Regions from separate parts of the Mus musculus genome. Here region 2 is linked to region 1. Evidence: chromatin contacts called from public promoter capture Hi-C data. All regions are on one chromosome and are shown on one strand. The core of a region is the stretch at or near the end of the contact, and the rest is flanking DNA. Distances in the headings are between cores, read along the strand shown.

Evidence for each region. Capture Hi-C pulls out chosen DNA fragments and counts their contacts.
Region 2: a promoter capture Hi-C map of adipose tissue shows a contact between it and region 1. The contact joins the promoter of Stk11ip here to the promoter of Des in region 1. A contact is called at or near these places in 4 of 39 promoter capture datasets (the 3T3-L1 cell line, 3T3-L1-derived adipocytes, hippocampal neurons and 1 more), 5 of 115 datasets of contacts at active chromatin or transcription factors (bone marrow-derived macrophages, embryonic stem cells and epiblast stem cells) and 3 of 9 other capture datasets (adipose tissue, liver and pancreatic islet).

What each region holds. Positions count from the first base shown.
Region 1 is chr1:75,358,286-75,362,704 of GRCm38.p6, reverse strand. Des (desmin) reads right to left here and starts at 2,413. Exons shown (of 9, transcript NM_010043.2): 1 at 1,713-2,413; 2 at 487-547; 3 at 297-392; 4 at 1-140. The coding sequence starts at 2,287. RefSeq lists a promoter at 2,371-2,451, silencers at 2,452-2,739, 2,906-2,951, cis regulatory regions at 2,740-2,906, 2,181-3,349, 2,302-4,419, 1,765-4,419 and an enhancer at 2,951-3,350.
Region 2 is chr1:75,519,257-75,523,675 of GRCm38.p6, reverse strand. Stk11ip (serine/threonine kinase 11 interacting protein) reads right to left here and starts at 2,147. Exons shown (of 25, transcript NM_027886.3): 1 at 2,034-2,147; 2 at 1,827-1,912. The coding sequence starts at 1,887.

The DNA.
Region 1 (4,419 bases), core at 1,164-3,663:
GCCTCAGAGATGTTCTTAGCCGCGATGGTCTCATACTGAGCCCGGATGTCCCTGAGGGCAGCTGTGAGGTCCGGCTTGGACATGTCCATCTCCACCTGGACCTGCTGTTCCTGAAGCTGGGCCTGAAGCTCACGGATCTCCTGCAGGGCACAGCGGGGGCTTCAGTCCCCTTCTGGACCCTCCCAAAGCACCTTCACACACACATCCCATTTCAGAGTTATCCCCACGACCACCCTCACTCCCATGCCACGCCCCTCTTCTAGTTGCCTTCACCATCACCCAAGGGCTCCCAGTACCTCTTCATGCACTTTCTTAAGGAACGCGATCTCCTCGTTGAGGGATTCGATTCTGCGCTCCAGGTCAATACGAGCTAGAGTGGCTGCATCCACATCCTGGCCCGAGGGAAATACAACGTCAGGGTCAGGAACAGCTCAAGTGGGGACCAGAGAGAGGAGAGGTGACCGCTGGGGACCAAAGAGGGCTCACCGCTCGGAAGGCAGCCAAGTTGTTCTCTGCTTCTTCTCTTAGTTGGATTTCCTCCTGTAGTCTAGCCAGGGCAGACAAACAGACAGACAAATAGTGAGGGACAAAGCCAGCTGTAGAGAACTACTGACTGGGGACCTATCAGGGAGCCAGCTCAGGACACAGGGACATGTCTTGGTGGTTGGGTAGAACAAGAGGCCCAGGGGGAAAAAAAAAAAAAGCAGCAGAAGCCCCGCCTACGGGGGGGTGGAGCAGGAAGTGGCTCTGTCTCAACCCTGGAGCCACTCCCTTGAAGTCTTGTGTCCCAGATAGTCTGACCTCCCCGGGGTTAGGAACTCTGTTTTATTTTATCCACCTCTGTGTTCCCAGGCTTAGCCTGACCCATGTAGGAGCTAAATAAATGTCTGTGACTTTGGTGGCAAGAAGGTGACACTGCTCATCTGGGTAAACAGAAACAGGACCGTCATGATGTACGGAGTCTTTTCTGTTTTTGTTTGTTTGTTTGTTTAAATAAACTTTTTTAATTTTCTAAAACAAATCTTGCTAAGTAGGCCCGGTTGGCCTTGTATTTGCTCCGTATCCTAGGCTTGCCTAGAACTCATGGCAGTTCTGTATCATCCTCCCTAGTGCTGGAATTACAGGGGGTGCCCCCATATCCGGATTATTCAGCCTCTTTTACTGGATCGTGGTGGAATGGGTCACAGCCTTTATCCACTGTCCCCTTTACTCAAACCTGTCCATTTACCAAGTGCAATAACATTACCTCAGCTAGGCCCAGGGGCCTAGCCCCCACCCCACCCCCATCCCCGCCCCTCCCTTGGGCCTCATCACAGCTAAGCTTAAAACTACTGCCTGGCTTCCCTCCTGCTCTTCCCAGCCCATCCATCCTTCCAGGCTCTCATCAGCCTCGCTTCTCCCTCAGAACGTGCTCTGACCCTTTCCTTGACTATGGTCATCATCACTCTAGCAACTTAGCATCCTTTCACAGGCAGCTGCCCACCGTGCACTAGGCAAGGTTCCCCCATTTCCCCCATTTCCCCCATTTCTTCTGTCTACCTTCCCAAGACTACTACTCCAGTGTTACATAGAAGGGGCCAGGAAAGATCTCTACTTAGCGAACACCGGGGAATGACCTTTTCCAAACATGGGCTGAGGAGGGAGGGTCTCAGGCGAGGGGGAGGGGGGCTGCTGGGGACGGGGGTGAGGGGAAAGATCTGGGAGGCCCTCACTTGGCCTTGAGCCTCTGCAGGTCGTCTATCAGGTTGTCACGCTCCACGTCGACCCGGGCGCGCTGGTTGGTGAGCACCTCCACCTGGCGCCGCAGCTCGCGCATCTCCTCCTCGTAGAGCTCGGCGACCCGAGTCGGTTCGCGGCCCTTGAGCCGGTTGACCTCGGCGGCGAGCGCGGCGTTCTGCTGCTCCAAGAAGCGCACCTTCTCGATGTAGTTGGCGAAGCGGTCATTGAGCTCTTGCAGCTCCACCTTCTCGTTGGTGCGCGTGGCCAGGAACTCCTGGTTCACAGCGTCGGCCAGGGAGAAGTCCAGCAGCTCGCCCGCGCCATAGGATGGCGCTCGGGTGGTCCCCAGCCGGCTAGACCGCAGCGACCCCAAGCCTCCAGCCCCGCCCGACGTGCGCGACACCTGGTACACGCGGGATGTCATTGAACTCGAGGAGCCCTTGGTACCGAAGCCTGCTCGAGGGAACACGGGAGAGCTCAGCGGGGAGCCCAGAGAGAAGCCCGGGGCGCCGCCGAAGGTGCGGCGGTAGGAGGACACGCGCTGGCTGGACGAGTAGGCCTGGCTCATGGTGGCGGCGTGGACGAGGCTGGCTGGGCGGACGCACAGAGGAGGCAGCGGGCGGGCAGCCGGCTGGAGTGGATGTGAAGATGGGTGACGGAGCCCCTTAGCTGTCTGCACTATTTGTAGCCCTCCTGACATCACCCCCCGGCGCCCCTCCCCTGACAGCTGCAGGATCCCTCTGTCCTGCCAGGAAAAGGGCGGCCACAGGCGAGGGGGCGGGGAGGCCAGCTCCCCCGCAAGAGGCCTGCGCCCCTGGACAGCCCCAAGAGGACAGAAGACAGGCAGGCCTGCTGGGTTTCACAGGGCAAGGAGCTGACAGGAGACCCCCGGCCGGCCCCTTTTTTTCCATTTGGATGCCTGCCTTATCCTGGGGAAAGCGGGCTAGAGAATTTCGTTTGTTTGAGGCCCCCTATTTTCTCCGAGGAGAGGTTTTAGGTTATTGGAATGAACAAGAAGGACCCCCGAAGTGTTTTATTCGCACAAGTTGCCTAGAAAATGCTGAGGTTTCCAACGACTGTGGGCAAAGCCCGGACAGGTCTCTACCATCCTTTCAAAAGAGTCTCTAGGTAGGCCTGTAGGGTAGGTACCGGTTAGTCAGAGAGTGACCCTGGCCGGGGCACATGCATATCACTGATACCTGGGTTTTAACTCTGAGCCTCAGTTTCCCTTGGGAGGAATGTTGGCCTTCTGCTTCCCTCAAGTTTATAGCCAGCAAGATAGTTTCCAGAATCTTCTGACGACTGTTTCCAACTGCGTGTAGTCGCACCCCCGCATCGCCTTTGCCTGACTCCTGCGCCCCTGTCTCCCTCGCCCCCTCTCTGATTCATCCCCCTACTCACACCGCCCACACCCACTCACACCACGGGTTTGTGTTTTGTCAGGAGATGCATGTCAAGCCAGCCGTCTCCCTAGCAGCAACAGCTGCCAAGGCGAAATACCAGAGCTGGTATTTATAGAGGAGAAGGAAAGGCCCAGCTAGGAAGCAAGGTACAGGAGAGGCGTTCTGGGGACTGGGAGCCAGGCACCTGAGGAGACAGAGGTGTCAAGGAAGGCTGACAGCGACAAGCTTCAGTCACTCCAGGACCCCAACAGAGATGAAGGCCTGGGGTGTGTTCGCCTCTCTCTTCCCTGAAGCACAAGGCGCACACCGACCCCTAAGGGCATCTACATTTCTCTGTGCACCTTGCTGCAGCTCTTCACTGAGCCCTGACCCTCCTAGAACACAAACCCTGGAGATAGAGTACTAGATTAGGGGTCCATAGCTCAACCTTGGAAATGGAGCCCTGGATTAGGAGCCGTAGTCCTACCCAGGGCTGGTCAGAGAGAAAGCGGTGCCAAAAGGCATGTCCTTGTCCTCCCTACCTCTCAGGGTCCTTAGTCATAGAGTGGGGGCCAAACAGCTTCGCATGACTGTGCAATGAGCCTTTGAACAGGCCAGGGAGACAATAAAGCATACACCAACAATAACAATAATGCCTTATATGTACTGATCCCTGCTGGGAACACCACGCCTGTGACTCCCCAGTTCTCCGATAGCATCGTGAAGCAGGGGCCACATAAATGCCATTTGCGTAGCGTAGCATAGTGAGGTAGCCTGACTACAGGGTCTAGGTGATTGGCTCTTTCTCTGCCATAGAAATGAGCCAATTCAAGCCAGATTAGATGATTTTAAAGGCAGGTTTGTTGGGGAGCTGCTCTCAGGCGAGTTCACTGACCCCAAGGATGGAGGCCAGGGGAGTTTCATGGGTGGGGAGAGGAGGAAAGAGAAAGAAGAGAGAAAGGGCTCTAGCTCAGAGAGAGAAGAAGAGAGACCAAAATGTCTGGATTATATAGGGATGAGCCTATGGGAAAAGGGCAGCTAAGCCCCTGGACTGGAAAGTTCAAGGTTGAGGGCAGGGTATACCAGGTAGGGACTGAGGGATGCTGAGAGAACCTGGAGGCCAGGTCTACTTTGGTAAAATATGTGCCTCAGCCCCTTGACCCCAGCTCTGAAACCAAACACTAAGCTTTGGTTCCAGACCGGATGCGTCTACAGCAAGTGAACTGTGAAGGACTTGCAACTGCAGTCTTTTCAAAGCCTTTCACATTAAGCAGCTAATTTTTATCCCCGAGACACATTTATGAAATGGATGGGGAGC
Region 2 (4,419 bases), core at 898-3,397, 160 kb before region 1:
CATTACAGCACTTCTATAAAGCTGTTGTACCTAATAAGACTATCAGCCCTGTGAGGTCGTCTTTCAGATATATTCCCCACTTAGCACTCTATCAGGAAAGTACAGTTATAATAACTGTGGACATTTTTTTAATATATTCTGAAACCAGGTGTGGTGGTGCACACCTTTAATCCCAGAATGTGAGAGACAGAGGCAGGTGAATCTCTGTGAATTCCAGACCAGTGCAACAAAGTGAGGCCCTGTCTCAGGGGGATGGGGGGAGAAAAATCAAGAAGTCAAAGAATATTGCAGAAGTCAGGTGGAGGAACATCATATGCCTATATATAATTCCATAGGATGAGTCACTAAAGCAGAAAGATCATAATTTCAAGGCTGGCTTGGGATACCAAGAAATAGCAGAGATCTCCCACACCCTTCACTCAGCTTCCCCCAAATTGACTTACAGAATTATAGTACAATTATCAAAACCAGGAAATTAGGTGTTGATAAAATATAGTGTCAGTTCTATTCTGTTAGTGTAGATTATGACAACCACCACCATAATCAAGACACAAAGTGATTCCATCCCCACAATCATATATGAACTCTACGATTCCGAGCCTGGGAGCCAAGTCAGATCTTTGCTGAATAATAAATCTTACAGCCTTACAAAGAGATTTTTCTATGTACTAGACACTGAGTATAGACATGCACATAATTCAAGGTGTCCCCTGGAAGTCTAGAAAAGGCACAGCATGGGAGTAATTATTAACACAAACCAGAAAATGAACTGCCATCAAGAGACTCCAAGGATGCCATGGTGGGAGTATATAGATATGGAGCACTAATGCCATCGAGGTCACACATTCCAAATGACAGCTGCTTCATCTAGATCTCATCCTTATCTCCTAAAGACATCCATTAACCCCACCTTACAGATAGGAAAGCCGGGGCTCAAAGAAGAATCTCTCCTTTCTGTGTGTGTGGGGAGGATGCTAGGGATTATAAGTCAAAGTTTTGTACATGCTAAACATATGCTCTGCTACTGAACTATATCCCCAGCTCTCAAAGAATCATGATTGTGATCATTTAGCTGATGATGGCAACCACATAACAAACAACATAGTGCCAGGCGTGGTGGCACATGCCTTTAATCCCAGCACTTGGGAGGCAGAGGCAGGCGGATTTCTGAGTTCGAGGCCAGCCTGGTCTACAAAGTGAGTTCCAGGACAGCCAGGACTACACAGAGAAACCCTGTCTCAAAAAAAAAAAAAAAACAAAACAAAAAAACAAAACAAAACAAAAAAAAAAACAAAAACCAAACAACACAGTGATCTTTGCCATGCCCAGGCACTGGGGCAGCAACTATAGTAACACTATCTTTTGAACACTTATTATGCATGCATGCACTGCACTAAATAAGCTAACTAAAATCCCGCTATCTTTTGCGTTCAATACAATCCCTATGCTAACCTATCTGAGAAGAATACTGAGGGTCTAAAAACTTATCCAAGTCTGATAGAGGGTTGGGACTAACCTATGTGGGTCTCCAAATCTCTGGTGTCTAAGGTGCTTATACTTGGCTTTCGGTACAAGTGATTATGTTCTTGTCTGCAAGTGTTTAATCTATTAATGATCCCTTTCCTCTGGAGAGTTAAGTGCTATGAGAGATGGATAGAGTTTAGACTGTCAAAGGCATGACTGTAAACAACGCGTCACAAGGAACACACCCAGAAGACGCCGGCACCTCGTGACCCCGCCGGCAATGACTCGGTGATTCCCGGCGTTTCTGGACAGTATCGAACACACCTAGAACTCCCAACCAAATAAGCCAGAAGTCCACTCACCCGACTCCCGCAAAAGTCCCGCCAGCTTCCACACTACTGAATCCCGCGGAGCGGTCGTCATAGCCACGGGACGCTGGGGGCGGAGCCTGGGGAAAGGGGAAGCGGAAGAGCCTCAGGTGGGCAACAAAAGCCCAGAGCTTTCGTGCAAATGGAGGCGTCGCGCAATGTAAAAAGTAAGCATCAGCTAAAAAGAACGATCTCTCTGACCCCTTTTCCAAAAAGCATTGGGCCTCGGGAGCCCATGGGCCCGCGTAATTCGCACTCCAATCACTTTGGCAGCCGGGCTCTTTTAGGGCAGGAAGTCCCGCCCCGGAAGGCAAAGGACCTACCGGAAAGCATGCCTTCGCTACCGGAAGCCACGCCCTGGGCGAGCCGATGTGTCAGTAGGACGGAACTAGCCGGGATTAAGCCCCTAACGGGGCCCCAGGTCTAGCTCGGCTCTGGGTGGCCCCTTCGGCAGAGAGAGAAACCTGACTCTTGTTTGCAGACTGGGCGGGGAAGCAGAGCTTGGAGAAATGGGATCTTGTATTAGAAGGAAAAGAACTCATCCAAAACAAATACTGATCTTCCAGTTACATAGCTGTCCTGTCCTTGCGAAGTTCTTTTATATCAGCCAGAAGGGCTAAGGCTGGCAGGGATGCCACTCTCAAACCCCCTTTGCTGTCATAGTCCTCAGTCTCTAGACTTATTTTTCCTTAGGGTTTAGCACACTCTCAAATTGGTCCCTGGTCTCTGATTTCAGAGCTCTGGAAGCAGAGGCAGGAGGGTCTCAGTGAGTTCAAGACCAGCCAGCTCTAAATAGTGAGTTCCAGGCTAGCCAGGGCTGCATAGTGGGATCCTATCTCAAAAACAAAAATTAGTCACTGGTAATGACCTGAACCTGTATTTGTTTTGTTTTGTTTTTAACTGTATTTACAGCTCAGTACACCTAACTAAAAGTGGTTTTCCTAAATTTGAAAATAAAATATATCAATAATTAACAAAAGCAAGACTGTTGAGTTTTCTACTTCCAAATTGGCACTGTAGCTTTTTTTTTTTTTTTCAAGATAGGGTTTCTCTGTGTAGCCCTGGCTGCCCTGAAACTCTGTAAACCAGGCTGCCTCTGCCTCCCAAGTGCTGGGATTAAAGGCGTGCGCCGCCACCACCACCCAGCACCACTGTAGTTTTTACCCTGGCTCTTGGTCTGGCAGTTGACATCAACTTCTGGTCTACATTATGAAAACATTTCTTAGGATGGAGTGACTAGCTAGGCTTGGGAGGGGAATGTCTTTTATGAAACAATCCTTTCTAACACAAGAAAGTTAAACATGAAGTGTAGGACTGAAGAGATGGCTCAGTGAATTAGAGCACTGGCTAGGCTTCCAGAGGACATGGGTTCAAGTCCCAGTACCCACATGGCGGCCCACAGCCATCTGTAACTCCAGTTCCAGGTGGTTGTACAATCTCTTCTCATCTCCATGGGCACAGCACATGCATGGTGTAGAGGCATTCAGGCAAAACATTCATACATGCAAGTGTTTGCTTTTAATGAAAAATCTAAAGAGTAGAGTTGGAGTCAGTCAGTTTTAGAGGTGGTGGAAGGCTTCTCTAGCCTGAACAAACTTCCTATATACCGTCTCATGGATCTGGGACATTTTGTGCAATTGATAATCCATTACATAGCAACTGTCAGTCCTTGTTTATCGATCACCTGAAGCTGGCCATGGGGGAGGAGCCATAACAATCAAGTCAACTGTATCAAGCCAAATTCTCATAGGCAGAAAAAGAAACAAAAAACAAAAACTCATTCTTTTGATATCCTGATGTGGTGCCTTGAAACCTTTGCTTTTTGGCCTGGCTTCCGTGGTCCACAGTTATTGTGTGAAAATCCTCCATTCACATGGGTAGCCCCTCTCTCTACTCAGGTTTGTCCTACACTACCGAGCTTCCAGATAAGTGAACGAGAGAAAAATCAAAGAAAACAAAACTGTATTGGGGAGGGGAAAGCTAAGCTAAAGAAGCAGCAAGAGAGTAAACAGCCGAGGCCTGTCCTCCTCCCTGAGAGGCCCACTCCCCTTTCTGTCCTTGGCTTGCAGGCAAGGCCTTGGCTGCCTTCCAAAGAAGTCTCTCTCTCTTTTTCTCCCTCTCTTGCCTAAGTTACATTCTTCTGTAAATTGCTACTTATAAAATTTCTTTTAATCAAAGGGAAAAAGAAAATCCTGTGTCACCAAAGCTACAAAAACAAGTGCACACGCTTTGAGCGTGCACCAGATCCATAGAAGAAAGCAAGAACTGGACCTTCTGGTGACCTGGCCAGTGACAACAAATCATGCTTTGGATGAGACCAATTAGGATTGTAACGGTGTCAGTTCAGTACAGGTTGGATCCCAGTCCCAACACATCTTAGAAACGGACAAGTTGATTCTAAAATTTATCTAGGAGACTAAATACATACAGGGCCAAGAAACTTTGAGAGGAAATAATTGAAAACAAAATTTAAGAGACACTAATAGGGGCCTTGCCCTACCAGGCAGCAGAGTGTCCTCCAAAGTCACAGTGACCAAAGCCTGATAATAGCAAAGAGATAAACAATAGATCGACCGAACACAGAGCA